2 separate regions of the Rattus norvegicus genome follow, and region 1 is linked to region 2. A link is a contact called in public Hi-C data. All regions are on one chromosome and are shown on one strand. Each heading gives the region's core, a stretch centred on a gene start, on an enhancer-like site or on the middle of the called end of the contact. The rest is flanking DNA. Distances are from core to core; before and after follow the strand shown.

What was found. Hi-C and Micro-C count contacts between places; a contact is called where the count stands out from the background.
Region 1: a contact with region 2 is called in a Hi-C map of the A7r5 cell line, with 2.0 times the contacts expected there. The contact joins the enhancer-like site here to the promoter of Micu1 in region 2. A contact is called at or near these places in 2 of 12 Hi-C or Micro-C datasets (the A7r5 cell line and the Rat2 cell line).

Annotation. Positions count from the first base shown.
Region 1 is chr20:28,249,061-28,254,344 of GRCr8, reverse strand. All of the region lies in intron 4 of Micu1 (mitochondrial calcium uptake 1), which reads right to left. Among named protein-coding and RNA genes, the nearest start is that of Micu1, 40 kb to the right of the region's middle. Within about 2 kb of position 1,259, at least 12 of the 93 cell types and tissues checked have an H3K27ac peak or open chromatin away from gene starts, as enhancers often do.
Region 2 is chr20:28,210,081-28,214,812 of GRCr8, reverse strand. It overlaps Micu1 (mitochondrial calcium uptake 1), which reads right to left and starts at 3,039. Exons shown (of 12, transcript NM_199412.2): 1 at 3,006-3,039.

The DNA.
Region 1 (5,284 bases), core at 10-2,509, 41 kb before region 2:
TAATCCCAGAGCGGGGTGTGTGTGTGTGTGTGTGTGTGTGTGTGTGTGTGTGTGTGTGTGTGTGTGTGTGTGTAGAAGTCAGCTGAACTCTTCAAACTCCAGGTTACCGTGAGACCCTATCTCCTAAAGCTAGGTGGACAGAGCAAAGATGACTCTTGGCCTCTACATGTCCACACAAATCTGCTCAAATCTGTCCACATACACACATACGTACACACAAAGGGGAAAATGACGGTGCTTCATAAGTCTGGGCCACGATGGCTACCAGATACCTAAATTCAATACTTTTAAAAATTAAAAATATTTCATAGGCCCCTCCCCATTCTCCTTCAAATTCAAATCACAGCCTCTGTTCTCATTAAAGGTTATCACACGCCATGTGTGTCGTTACTTGTACATAGTACATTTGCAGGCTGGACAACAATAGGTGTGCTCTTCTGGGGGGCGGGCACCTGTCCCGATCCAGCCTTCCTCAGTTGCCGCTGGTCCTCTACAGCCCTTGTGGGCTGGCACGTCGGTCCCCTGATGCCATCCTCTAAGCTCAATACTTTTGAGTAATCACGACTCATCAGCTGTCTCCAACCCAAACAGACTTTCCAAATGGACTGCAACTTACATCACTTTGCTCCTCAGCCATGTTCACCAAAGCTTCGAGGTCCTTCATTAGCAGGTTAAGCTAATCACAGCAGTAGGAAAGCCAAGGCGAGCGAACCGTGAGCACAGTACCTCAGGCACTGCTTTTGCTGCACACTATTTATTTCGTTGCCCAATCCTAACGAGTTCACAGAGGCACAGTTTGGCAAGCGACAGCCTTCAGGCCATGTCCAGCCAACTCACTTTCTTTTCCTTAGATCTCCAGGGAGAAGAGTGGTATTTATTGCATTGCTGTTGAATCAGCTAAGCCTTAATATTTACTATTTGTGGGGTTGGGGATTTAGCTCAGTGGTAGAGCGCTTGCCTAGCAAGCGCAAGGCCCTGGGTTCGGTCCCCAGCTCCAAGACTCTATCCCTATGGCAAATTAAAAAAAAAAATTGGCTATCCCCTATACAACAGCATACATAGTTCTAAATGTCCTCAAAAACTGTACTGGTTTGAAAGAGCTTAGATTTCTAAACCCTGTGCAAGCTAATACAGGAGACATTAACTTTGTAACAACATAGGCAGCTCATGTTTAACTCCCACACAACGCCCAACACCAAGGGCTAGCACAATCCCTTTTTGAAACCACAGGAAATGAATACTTCAAGTTAATAGATTGTGTGCTTAAGGTCTATCCCAACTACTTCCCACGGCTCTTCCAGCTGGGAAACTATCACCAGGGAATGAGTGTGCTCTGCCTGTATGATTTCTTACGAACGATGACGTCTGAATTGAACCTAATTTTTACATGCTGTAAATATTCTCGTGTTCCTCCTCCCCTTAAAAATGTACAAATACATTCTCTGTTTTATGGGCCATAAAGAACCAGGGAGTTGGCTGTAGTTGGTCTGCTCTGCAAGAACAGGACTGCAGGACATCAAAAGTAAAAGCAGACATAGTGAAACTGTAAACAAACCAACAATCAATACAAGCAGAGCACAGGAGGTGCACAGAAAAGAACAGTGCTGCAGACTCAGTTATGGGTCACTGACGGAAAGTGTTCTTTTTTAAATTTTATTTATATGAGTGCACTGTAGCTATCTTCAGACACACCAGAAGAGGGCATCAGATCCCATTACAGACGGTTGTGAGCCACCATGTGGTTGCTGGGAATTGAACCCAAGACCTCTCTGGAAGTCTCTTAACCACTGAGCCATCTCTCCAGCCCTGAAAGTGTTCTTTATAGGCAAGATTGTCCTTAAAACTGTAAAGTGTGATTCTCAAGGGAACACAGAGGCCAGGATACCTGAGATATACAGTGAGCCCTGCTTCTCCATTCACATTTTGATTCCCCTGTGTAGAGGAAGCCACAAGATAAAAAGTCAGCTGGGTTGGTACGGTAGAAAGGACGGAGGCCAACCTTACCATAGGGCGTGCTTCTGCCCCGACTCCTTTGTTCACGGAACTTTTACCCACAGGCCACACTTCTAGTACTTGCACCACACAACGACTGAGAAAGAGTTTTGGTTTCATTTTTTGGGGACAGGGCTTCTCTGTGTAGCCCTGGCTGTCTGGAACTCAAGAGATCCACGGGCCCCTGCCTCCTGAGTGTTGGCTGGGGTTAAAGGCGTGTGCTACCATGGCTGGTGAGAAACAGTTTTTACTATAACGGAGTCGCCATCCCATGCAAGGATGGTGGTGATGCATCACCTTCACAGTGGGGGTGACACACGTTCAAGGAGCACACTACGTGTGGGTCCTTTTAATGTGCTTCACACTCACCCATGGCTCCTCTCTAGACAGTTCTGATATTTAGTACACAAGTATTCTTAGGCACCTTTTCACACTGAAACTCATCAGCTCATGTCAAATGGTTTAATTTGGGGGCCTTGGATAGTCCGTGTTTTAAGATATTTTAAACAGTTCTAAAACTAGGACTCTCACAGATTTCGAACCTCTGGGAATCCTGGGATATTCACGTGTGAAGTCATGACAAGACAAGGCTGAAATTGGAACGGTTGGCTGGAGAGCAGCCGAAGACAGAACTCTAAGCAACCGAAATCTACCGCCTTTACTCTTCACCTCACGCAGAAGCAGCAGATTTTATTTTGCTGAATCAACATCCTGGCTAATGAATTCCTGCTAATGAGCATATGAAAGTGAAGCCAGTTTCCACCCCATGGGTGACAAAGATCTTTCTCCTTAGGCCAGAGGTGGGTAATCCAGGCAGAGGCTCTGTCACAGCTGAGCCAGGGCCTGTTTCCTCACTGGTAAGTGGGTTGAGCTAGAGTTTCACTGTGTACCTGTGGCTGCCCTGAATTATCCCCCACCCCCATGTGTGTATGTATGTGGGGATGGGGGTAGATTTGAGACAGTTTTTCTGTGTAACCCTGGCTGTCCTGAAACTTGCTTTGTAGTTCAAGCTGGCCTTGAACTCACAGAGATCATCTGCCTCCCAAATGCTGGGATCAAAGGCAGGCTCCAACACCAACTGGCTTGAAACAGGAATCTACTGCCTTTACTCTTCACCTCATGCAGGAGCAGCAGATTTTATTTGCTGACTCAATGAATTCATTTGCTGGCTAATGAATTCTTGCTAATGAGCAAATGAAAGTGAGGCCACTTTCTGGTTAGATCTCATTTCACTGCATCAGAATCTCCCTTCTGATTCTCAGAAGAGCACTTGTTCGTTATTCCAGCTTCCTGTGAGGACAAGAAGGGTGCTTGGTGTACAGCACTCACAGTAGCTATTCAGTTTATGTAGGACGTCTTTCGGTAATTAAGGGGGTGGGGGCCCCGTGGTAGAGTGCGTGTGCTGCATGCAGAAAGCCTTGCGTTCAGTTCCCACTATCACAAAAACAAACAAACAAGGAACAGCTATGGAGTCAAAGCCCGGAGTGTATCAAGGCAACTGGAAAATATAATTGTTTTCAAAGGAATAAACACAATATCCCTAAGTGAGGACACAGTCTTCTGTGGCCTGTCTTAAAAGTGTTGGTTAATTTTCATTGTCACACTGGAAGCAAATTATATTTTTTAACGTCGTTGATAGAAATGAGATTTTTATTTGGATGGTAATTGCCTTACAGGCATAAAGATGTTTTGCTGTCATAAAAACATGGGAAAACATTTGCAAGCATCTTTCTTCTGCATACAGTCATGCTCAGCTTTCTTCCTTCCCACGTCACAAAACACGCTGCCAAGGTGAGTTTAAAAGGATCTAAATTTCAGTTTGGACAGCTCAGTAGCTAACGGTGCTGCTGGTCACCAAGCCTGGTCACTTGAGTTTGGTCTTCAGGACCAACCTGGTGGGAATTGAGAACTAATTCCCTGAAGTTATCATTTGGTATGTATACCCTCATTAAATAAATAAAGATATTTAAAAAGAATCTACACTAAAGTTCAATGCAATTAATGACAAGCTTGGTATATCTTATTATAAAATTCTTTGGAAGCAGAAAGCATGAATATATAAGACCCTATCGGGAAATAAAGGAACATTTGAGGTACAATAAAATACATCCTTCTGGTTTCAACATTCATAGTTATTTGGCAGTGTCCTTTTCTAGAACTTTCTGTGTATTTTTCACGTAGCTATGATGCAGAAGACTGAGAGGCATAGTGATAGGGGTAAGCACTGAAAGGCAGAGGAGAGAGATTCTGCAGTACGAGAGACCTGCATCCTTCCACAGGTAAACGGCACCTCGTGCAGGCTTGCTAAGAGCTGTGGGATCAGTGTGGAAGAATGGAGGTGAGACAGAGGGACTCGAAGCCCAGGAGTAGCTCTCTCTTCCACATGGCCATCCTCAAACCCATAGTTTGTGTGGCAGAGCTGGCCGCTCAACAGAGTGAAGAAGAAGGAGGAACTCTGCATCAAATACATTTGTGTTTATTTGCATCCTACCCACAGACCACTGGTGATTTTACCTGGTATTCTCTGTGCACTGGGCTCTGACTGCGATTCACAAGCCGTCTAATAGGGGACTACCACTCAACATCACACTGACATCTAAATGTTGCAGACTCTGGAGCATTCTGGGGTACACTCATAGGTTCAGGTTACTGGTTTATATACTGGATTGGTTTTTAATGCTTTTTACTTCTTTGTGTGGCTTTGAGCCGCTGCTCTGTGGCCTTTTGCATCAATACAAAGTATATCCTTTCACTAGCAACAAGCTACTAGAGCTTCAGTTACCTAGATATGTCTGAACTGCTCTTTTGTGAACTCCAATGGTGCCCAGGGGTGATTACTGTCAGGCTCGTTTGTTCATGTTAATGAAATACATACATATACATACTAACAATACATATATAGTTAGTATGGTGAGGTAACTGCTTGTTAAAGTTGGATATTTTTATGACACTGGGGAAAAGAGAAATCAGATTCTCTCTTCCCTGGGGTTCAGCTGCTGGTAAAGACTACAGCCATCAGTCCTTCAGTCACTTTCCCAAAGCATCTGTAGAGAACGTGCATGCTTTGTCCTGTCCTTCTGTAGTTTCTGTTCTACCCTAATGGAAAACCACTGAGTAAGTCAGAACACACAAAGCAAACATTTGAGAGCCAGGCCTGCGCTGGCTACCTCCTCCCTTCCCTCCCAGGTAACCAGCCAGGTTGTCAGGGCTGCTGTCCTACAGCTGGCTGCTGCTGAGCTGGAAAACTCATAGGCCACAGCACCAGAGGGCGGTCACCAGACTCTAGCAGACT
Region 2 (4,732 bases), core at 1,790-4,289:
AGGACTGAACCCAGGGCCTTGCGCTTGTAAGGCAAGCGCTCTACCACTGAGCTAGATCCCCAACCCCAATACAAATACTTTTAACTATTGTTTCCGTCTTCGCACCACTGTCCTCCCTTCAGCAGGACATAACGCCACAATTGTTTTTCTTTAGAAACCAAATACTCCCCCATCCCTCCCGTTAATTTGTGTGGTGTGAGACCATGTTGTCCTTTCTCCTAGTCTATGGTAAGAAAGAAACCCAAGCCTGGCCGCAAAAAGCTCTAACCCCCTGGCAGTAGGGAGAGCCTCTCGGATGAGCAAAGGCACAAGCTGGCATTGCTGGCCAATGAGGCACCACACAGTAATGTGCTAGATGTGTAGAAGACATGAGGATCTCTTCTGGGGTTTCTACAGTTGGTTACAGGGTGCGAACCTACTGCTAACCTTTCCTAAGGAGTATAAGGCCAAGTTTCAATTATATTCCTAGAGTTCCCGATTACATCCCTCAAAAGGGAAATGATTCTGAAGATCAGTTATAACCATGACTTGGTGTGTGTATGTGTATGTGAACTCTCTCTCTTTTTTCTTTTCTTTTTTTTTTTTGGAGACATGGCTATGTATCCCTGGATGGCCTAGGATAGCGTGGAACTCAAAAGACATCTACTGGCTTCTGCCTCTAGAGAGCTCAGAATAAAAACGTGCACCACCACACTCAGCCCAATGTTACTTTTTTTGTGTGTGTAAAGTTTCCACTTTTGTAGTGAGAAACAAAAACCACTCCAAGATAATGGTCAGGCCTCTCAAACATGCCCAGAGAGTAACATTTAGTATTTTTAAAGAATTATCATTTTTTTCTCATGATTTACTAAAACAGAACACCTATTGGAAAAGAATCCACTTTTTGGGGGGCAACAAAGGAAGCTATTTCTATTATGAGATGGGGGAATGCTGTGGTAAACCTTTTTTCAAAAAATTATTTTTATATAAAAAATATTTTTATATAAAACGAAGTATGCTAAACAACTCTTTGAGGGGAATATGGATAGTATTTAGGATGTGCTCTTTCAACTGTTCAAGATCTTAAACTAGCTTCTCAGGTTAAGAGTGAAAAAATGACATATAAGAAAGGCTTTACTGGCCAGCCTGGAGGCACATGCCTATAATCCCAGCACTTAGGAGCCTGAGGCAGAAGACTACCATTAAGTATCTGGCCAACTGTGGGGGTTGAAGAGGGGAGCTTCATTAATTATTTGAGTTTTTAAAATAATTACAAAGGTCTGAAGTAGTTGTTCAGTTAAATATAACTTATAATTATTTCCTGTGTTATTCAATCATGTGAGAAATTATGTATTGTTAGGTTCTCTCTCTCTCTCTCTCTCTCTCTCTCTCTCTCTCTCTCTCTCTCTCTCTCTCTCTTCCTCTCTCTCTCTCCCAAGTATTAGAAAGCAAGTTAGAGCCTGAGGCAGGGTTGTTTATACCCAAGAGTTCAAGGTCAGCTTGAGCAACACAGTAAGGCACTGTCTTGATGGATGGATGGACGGATGGTCAGATGGATTTACTGAATACAGTAACCACTCCGTGAAATATAGGAAGACAACAACAAAGGCAGTAATGCCCTTGCTTTCACCAGCCTTTCTTAGTTCTCTCATTCTCTCCAGGCACACAAGCCACTTCTGAATCTTCACTTTCTTGCTAACATTATTTTGAATGTGCTGACCCTCCGTACTTAGGCATTGACACTTTCTTGGTGTCGGTAGGTAGCCAGGGCGATGTCTTTAAGTGAGACAGAATCAAAGATTTCTGAGAAGTGGGGGACTGAACCTATTGAAGCCTGCAAGGTCCAGGCAGGCCTGTTATCCCACCCACCATTCCGTAGGCTGAGACAGAAAGATTCAGACTTCAAGGCCAAACCAAGTGATAAGGGGAAAAACCTGCCTCAAAAAAAGAACTCAAACAAAACAAAGTGGCTGGAGGCCAGAACACCTTCCTAGGTAAGTGGTGCTCCAAACTCTTTAGGGTAAGATTCTAACTAAGCAAAACATTCAGGATGGTCAAGTCGGCCAACTGTTTGTTATGTCTCAAATGCTGACAATCAGTGAAACCTAAACTCGCCAACAGCTGTGTCCGCACAATTTCTTTCTAATGTTGCTAAATCACCTCCCTTCTGATCCTACTGACTCCTTTAAAGTAAACAGAGGTTATTAAGGGAGCCACCCCAAAAGTGGATCAAAACATCCATTTAAAAACCAACAGAAAGGGTCTTTCCGAAGCGTCTCAGGAAGAAAATTATTTACTCTTAGTTATAAAATTTTACTCTATTTACAGGTACAAATATTTGCACTTCAAGCAACTGAAAGGGACTGCAAACGTAAAACAAAAAAGGACAAACCCTAGGATTTATTAAGGTGACAACTAATTATAAAACACAGTCCGCCTTAAACTATTCGTCCAGCATTCCCATATAATCAATAATACCTGGCTCATTCTCGAAACATCATGTGGGCAAGCCCCGATTGAGACCGGGCGCAGAGAGAGAAAGAGGGAGAATGAGAACGCGAAGTTGCTGGTGAGGATAAAAACGGAACAGTCCGAGAAATCTGCAGTTTGTTTTGCCTCCCTAAGGAGCCCATGATTGTCCCCCTTTTCTCTATCCCCGATACATGTGTCATCTTTCTGTCGCAGCTCTATACTCCTCCATCCACTTCTGACCACAGCCACGAATTCGGAGAACCAGTGAGGGCTACCCCTGTGTCCTGGCCGAGGGTGGAGAGGATGCACTCAGAGACTAGAAGTCGGGCACTACAAGTTCTCCTTGACAGGGATAAGGGATGATGGGGTGAAGGGAGCGGAGGACAGAGTCCCCTCAGCATATCGCCAACAGCATCACTAAGACAGCAGTCCCCGGCGGACTTGAAAAGTGACCAGATCTCGGAGCTTCTCGAAAGGCTCGTCCCCAAAACGTGCCGGCTCCCCCTCCCCCTCAACCCCTGTCTCCGCACGGCGATCAAAATCCTCACACTCACCCGTCCGCGCTCCAGCTTTAGCAGCAACTCGGAGAATGCCGCCCACCTCTGACAACCATAGAGACGCAGAAGCCGTGGAGCCCAGCTCTGCCTCCTCCGCCCACTCTCACGTGACTCCCTTAGCCGCTGGGCCTGTCGGGATCTTGATGAAACAGAGCGGGGAGGAACCGGGGTGGGGGGGAATGGGGAGGGGCGGAGAAGCAACCCCGCCCTACCCTGGGGCCGGTCCACCCTTCGGATCCGGCCCCGAGTCGAGACTCCGCCCTCGCCTGGGGGCCTGCCCTGTCCTCGGCCCCACCCACATGATCGCGCAACTCCAGCGCTGAAGGCGGGAAAGCTGGCTGGTTTGCAAAATCCCTCCTGCATTCCTTTGCTGATTTTGTTTCTCTGGTGTTCAAGTGCACCTCTTCTGTGCCTCTTTCTAGTTAAATCCCGCCCTTCCGTAAGTGAGAAAGAGATAACGAGGTTCTTCCCACCAGTCTAGAGGCTTCCACTGTTTTTTTTTAGAAACATCTTTTATTTATCCTTTGACAGTTTCATAAGATATAATGTATCTTAATCCTATCCACCTCCAGTTCACTCTCACTCCTTGCAGACCGTCCCCAACTAGTCTCCTAGCACTTGGAACTTAGGGGCTAGTGTGGGTTACTTAGTGTCAAATTATGAAAAAGAGTTTAGCAGGTAAGGAATCTTACTACCAAGCTGGATAACCCATATTTGAGTCCCAGGACACCTACTGTGGAAGCAGAGAACTGACTGATGCAAGCTGTTCTCTAACCTTCAGATTCATGCTGTGGAACAAACAGACAGACTTGGAAGAAGGGAGGGAGATAGGGAGAGAGTAAAAGTCTTCTCTTGAGAAGCTTCTCTTGTTAGCTCCAAAACTTGTAAATTTCACATTGCATCATAAATACCATAGAACACTTTGGAGGCTCACGGGGCAAATTAACTCTTTATCTGAACAAGGTAAAGAGAAAAATCATCAATATATAAGTTGTTGAATAAAGTTTTTCTTTTTTTTTTTTTTCCCTTTTTTTCGGAGCTGGGGACCGAACCCAGGTCCTTGCGCTTGCTAGGCAAGCGCTCTACCACTGAGCTAAATCCCCAACCCCTGAATGAAGTTTTTCAGCCAGATGTGGTAGCATACAACTGTAATCTCAGCGTCTGAGAGGCAGAGGCACTAGGATCAGGTGTTCAAAGCCATACTTAGTTACGTAGTGGGTTTGAGGCTAGGCTAGTATGGGCTCTATAAGATCCTATCTGAATAACCAAACTAAACATAAAAATCCATCAAGATCAAGCAAGCAAGGCAATGGTTAAGTTGGGCATGCTGGTATATATATGACCATAACCTCTGTAGAGAGGGAGGCAGAAGGATCAGGAATTGTCCTTAGGTTGTCCTCAGCTACATACATAGCATATTGTTCTCTAACCTCCACCCACAAACACACCGTGGCAGATGTGCCACCCCACATACACATAAGAATAGTAAATAAACATTAGAAGAAATATCCACGTATCCCTTCCCTGACCCACACCAGTAGTTCCTAAGCCACGTTGATAATCAAATGCCTCACACTTATCTGGAGAGTTTTTTCGGTTTTTGGTTTTTGGTTTTTGGTTTGTTTGGTTTTGTTTGTTTGTTTTTGTTTTTGTTTTTTGGGTTTTGTTGTTGTTGTTGTTGTTGTTGTTGTTGTTTTGAGACAGGTCTTTCTATATAGACTGTT